Linked DNA regions of Xenopus tropicalis: region 2 is linked to region 1. Evidence: chromatin contacts called from public Hi-C data. All regions are on one chromosome and are shown on one strand. Each heading gives the region's core, a stretch centred on a gene start, on an enhancer-like site or on the middle of the called end of the contact. The rest is flanking DNA. Distances are from core to core; before and after follow the strand shown. Region 1 holds the start of nkx3-3 (homeobox protein zampogna). Region 2 has its middle 13 kb from the start of slc25a28.

Region 1 (2,700 bases), core at 30-2,529:
AAATGCTGGTTTTACAGACAACATTATCACCAGCCTGATATTCCAGACACCCCCTGTCCTATAGCAAATGCTAGGATGTGACATAAACTTTCTCTACACTTTTTTATAGGGTCCTTGCTTTCTTTCTCTTTCCTTTCATTCTAATCTAAGTGATCCTACTAACAGTAGAGCTCTACTATATCCCAAATAAATATTCTTGGGAATATGTGTTCTGATACCATAAATACACAGCAATACCTTGTAACTCCCCCTAAAACTGCTGCAACTACTACCATTATACACCCTGACAGGCAAAGAAAACAATCGGATAGATAGACAGATAGATTAGATAGATGATAGATAGATAGATAGATAGATGATAGATAGATAGATGATAGATAAATAGATAGATAGATAGATAGATAGATAGATGAAACCACTAGTGTGTGTGAATGTCATAGGGACCTTAGACTGTCAGCTCCACTGGTGCAGGGACTGATGTGAATGATGTATAATCTCTGTAAAGTGTTGTGGTATATGTCATCAATTTATAAAGGATATGAATTGCCACATGTATGAAAGGACAGATAGTCATAGGTGCAAATAGACTCACAGACAGAAGTGGATGAATAGATGCTTAGATACAGACAAATGGATACAAAGATCTAGGCAGAATGATGAATAGATGCTTAGATACAGACAGATATGGATACAACTATATCAACAGAAGGATGAATAGATGCTTAGATACAAACGAATATGTAGACAAAGATATAAACAGAAGGCTAAATAGATGGCTGGCTAGAGACAGATACAGATGCAGGGATAGAGTATATGGGTTGGGGCTGGCACACACCGGTGCTGGCTGCTTCTGGCTCCCAAGTGGAGTCCTCTGTCCCTGAGTCCGTGTCCGTTTTCTCTTTCTCCGGTGTCAGTGGCGGGTTATCCGCCTGCGGCCAGTCATTGTGCCCCTCAGCGCTGGGAGAGTGCGGCGGAGTGGAGCTTTTCTCGTCCGTTCTCTTGGCTTTGCCAGTATTGTCCCCATTGCCCCCATTGCCCTCATTGCCCCCATTGCTGTCCCTACAAGTCCGCGCAAGGATGTCCTGTATGGAGAAGGAGGTGAGCGGTGAGACCCCAGTGAGAGACATGTTAGCGCATAGTATCCCAAGCCCGGAGAGAAGCTGGGCGCTACTGTGAGAGGAACAGGGCAGGCACCACGTTATCTTTCTCCTGCCTCACCAAGTGGGCGGGGCTAGCACTGACACCCACCGGCACCCAGGCACCCCTCTCCCTGCCCGGCACTCTCACACCTACTCCCGCCCTGCTATTGGGACACTTCACAACTAAGCTCCCATTGGGCACAAACACCCGAGCGGCACTTTCCCTTGTGTGAGCGCTAATATGTCTGCACCCTGGGGTGGCCTGGGCAGCGGGGCTTAGTACAACTGGGAGATGGGCTAGTAAATAGCAACCGCATGAGATTTAGGGCCCAATCAATAGTATAAATAGTGTTTTATATAAGCACTGTGGATTTCTGTTGGGCACCTTTACGCAGATGTTTTCAGCCTGCGCGCAATGGCCTTGCGAAGTATTCTGTTATAGTAATGCGGCGCAAACAAGCTTTTGGGATTTGTATAGTTTTAAATATCAATTCATTGTAAATAATACCGGGATATAAATATTATATAATGCTCAAAATGTGAGCGGGACAGTCAGGGCCGCTGCTGGCCAAATGGGTGCCCTAAGCAGAAATTTACTTTTGTGCCCCCTCCCCCAAATATTACGGAAGTAAAAATAAAATAATAAAAAAAAACACCTACTATAGGGGCCCCACACACACAGTGCCCCCAATTGCCCCCATAGAAAATGCCCCCATAGTAAGTGCCCCCAATAGCCCCCATAGATTGATTGAACTATCTGGGACAGCGGGATGCGCTATAAAAACCGGCGGGACAGTGTTGGGGGGTATGTTATAATATATAAAAATGTTTTTTTTTTGGGATGGTGCCACCCTGGGAGTTGGTGCCCTATGCAGACTGAGTACTCTGCTTATAGGGAGCGGCGGCCCTGGGGACGGTGCTTAATGGAAGGTATTAGGCCCCATATTTGTGCACAGCTGGTACTGTAGGAGGGATGAAAGTCTCCTGCGCAATAATTTTGGTACGTTACAAAAAATCATGGAAACAGAGAAACAAAAATAAAATGAATACATGGAAGAGGCGTATATATAGGGCCTTCTACATTCCTACAGCACATCTTGCATTTAAACTATTTTACTTTTATTTAAAGCAAACCTGGATGTGTTTTTTTGTGTAACAGCTTCCTTATTTATAGGGATAAGGGGCAGCTGTGGGGACACAGGTGGTATTTCCTGGCCTGTATTGGTAATAGGCATTACATGTTGTGCCCCCCAGTGCTACACAGTCATATGGTGCTCACAGTATATAGTAGTATAGGGGGCCTAATAGAGATCTGACTATTGGCCAGCTTTACTTTAGAGATACAAAAGACATTTTATTCCCAAAGTTATGGCACTGCATTCAGTATGCATGGGTAGCTTCTGGGATCTATTGGAGCCATGTAACCCAGCTCACACAGACTCTATGTAAATCCCACAATATTCTGTGCATGGGCAAACTTGATTTGTGTGCAAGATGCCGTTTCTGTTTAACTTTCACTGAGCATGGATTTGGAAAAGTGCAAGATAAACTTTACTAAGGA
Region 2 (2,700 bases), core at 188-2,687, 56 kb before region 1:
ATCTTCAGATCACGCAACATTTCTAATAAATTAGAATAAATCATGGGGAAACTCAAATAGAATGCATCAGAAAGGAATCTCCAACCTCCTGATAATGTGCCACTTCGATTGGGTCTTGAGTTCTGAGATTTTAACAACAAAAGATCTGCAAAGTTCAGATAGACATCCATAGAAGGGGGTTAGGTGAGAATATTATCCACTGAGACAGAATGAAGGGGTTTCATCATAGGAAAGGTGTCCAGTTGAGGAAATCCCTAAAGACGCTGATGCATTTTTTCAGTACCAATTCCAGTGCTTTCTGACAACAGCGCCACATGTTTTGATTCCTTTCTGAACTCGAGGCAAAATGATTTTCATAATGATGCCAAATATTAATTATAGCATATATTTGCTTGCCAGAGTGGCAAGATTATGAGAAATAAAATAACACAGCAATAGAGAATTTGGAAAACTGGGGCAATATTTTTCCTAAGATTTAGGGCAGGGGTACACATGGAGATTAGTCGTGCTGCAACAAATCTCCGTTGTCACGGGCGACTAATCTCCCTGCAATGCCACTCCTCCGGCTAGAATGTAAATCGCCGGTGGGATGGCATAGGCGGCGCTGCGATTTGTCGAATTTGCCTTGAGAGGAAACTTCGGCAAATCAAGGCCCACAGCAAGCAACTTAAATATTTTAATTCACCCCTGCCTAATATAGTAGCATCTAATGGCAGAGTCTGCTTGATAATTACATTAACACCCAGGAGAGGGTGCTCCTGCACAAACATCCTTGTTCCACAGCAGTCAATTTTAGCTAGCTTAGTGCATTTGTAGTACGTAAAGCTGTTGGAAGGTTTAATATGCTATTCATAAAGTAAGTAGCAAAATATATATCTCAAGATTCGAGAGGGTTCTGTAAATATTAGGTTATACTAAACAGTAATGTGCTTACAGGGCTTCAAAATAAGTATACGTTATTAAATTAGACCAGCGTTTTGGTCAGCAACAATGACCTTCCTCAGGAACAAGCAAATGAGGCAAAACACTTTAAAGCCCTATGAGTGCAGTACTTTGAGATATATATATATATCTATCTATCTCTCAATTACTATCAGTCGGGTGTAACTGAAGAGGAAGCAGGGGGCCCCAGTGTGGGCAATTTCGATATATCTTGGTAGAATAGGTAATTTTAACTATGCTTTGGAGCCCAGTAACATTTAGTTACACCACTGTATATTCTAGATAGCAAATGTGAAGTTTTCTTCAAAGAAAACCTTTTACATTAAAACTGGAGAGTGCCATTGTATTTAACAGGCAACATGTATGCATTATGCCTCATTAAGATCACTTTTGTATTGGGCACTTCCTGTTTAGATTAGTGTGGGGGGTGTATTCCTTTGACCTGTCAATCAAAGAGCCAGTGATTTTTGGTTCACTTTCTAAACAGCTATGCCTCGTAGTTTCAATGAAGCCCCAAACCTATTTATCATGTTGTCATGTCCCATGCTGGCTGCATGTAAGGGCATTGCTACACAGCAGGGCAGCTTTTGGAAGGCAGTAAGAATCTCTGTGGGCTTCTAAATGTAAAAAATGGAAGCTTATGCAAGGCTGAAATCACAAGATGAATTGATGCCCCCTTGTAGCAGGGATACTATGAAATAAATTAATAAGTGCCACGGAAACATGTCACAGAAAGGCAATGTTTAAAACAAATGAGGGACAGAGGTCAGTTTCTGTAACTTGCTAGTTGGTACTGTTTCTTGAAATATTACTCTCTTACATAGAATGCATAACGTGCAAATACAGCAGATAATATTGTAATACTGCCACCTACTGCCATGGCCCAGTATCACAAAATGATAAATAGGAATATTAATGTAATCAGAACACTACTAGTAATGAGCAAAAATTATTGCCAGGTTTAGCTGCAAGAAAATAGAGTTGAGCGGTAAAAAAGTCACACTAAAAAAAAATATTGCGCAAAAAACACCAATTGACTTCAATGAGTTTTATGACTGTCATGTCACAAATGTTTGACCGAAGCAAAATGGGACAGAATCACTTATCACTCTACATGACAAATATAGCATCATATAGCAAAGGTGGTGGATACACTGACATGAAATAATGTTACCAGATCATATGGAAAATACTAGGACAAACCTAGGACTGACTGCATTAGATTTACCTGAAATAGCTTTTATTTTCAAATGACCCAGTAACCTTATAGAAAATACATGCATTTATATCCAGATCCAGGGATATGTTTGGTAGGTTTAAGAAGTATTAACCTGGGCAAATATTTCCCTTGCTCTAATAACCGTTAGAAACAACAATCAACAGTGTCAGTACATTTTTAACCTTCAGCTTGTAAAGGATTGTTGCTTTTAATGGAATTCATTGATTTAAAAGAACAGCCCTTTGCATGGTAGTATACTTATAATGAAAATCTGCCATAGTTCTTGAAAGCTGGGGTATGCAAGTACCTTTTCTATAAAGAACAAAAAAAGCAGTGGTAATGTTTATAAACAGTATATGTCAGACAGTTACCATGTATATCCCAAATGAGGTAAGTTATTTTGCAGCCAGTGCCACTGAAAATTGACAGAAACGTTGCATGTTTTGTACATATACATATTGTAGGTGCCCTTTGGGTCTTGGGTTCTTTTGTCCCTATTTTCAGTCTAGGCTTGCAACTCACCATTGTGCCCACCTCTC

What was found. A called contact is a pair of places that touch in the nucleus more often than the background predicts.
Region 2: a contact with region 1 is called in a Hi-C map of neurula embryo, with 2.0 times the contacts expected there. The contact joins the enhancer-like site here to the promoter of nkx3-3 in region 1. A contact is called at or near these places in 4 of 5 Hi-C or Micro-C datasets (brain, gastrula embryo, neurula embryo and 1 more).

The regions. Positions count from the first base shown.
Region 1 is chr7:35,296,680-35,299,379 of UCB_Xtro_10.0, reverse strand. nkx3-3 (homeobox protein zampogna) reads right to left here and starts at 1,279. Exons shown (of 2, transcript XM_002937181.5): 1 at 836-1,279. The coding sequence starts at 1,127.
Region 2 is chr7:35,353,273-35,355,972 of UCB_Xtro_10.0, reverse strand. No RefSeq gene overlaps it. Among named protein-coding and RNA genes, the nearest start is that of slc25a28, 13 kb to the left of the region's middle. Within about 2 kb of position 1,437, at least 2 of the 11 cell types and tissues checked have an H3K27ac peak or open chromatin away from gene starts, as enhancers often do. A contact at or near this core is called in neurula embryo, where this site is marked.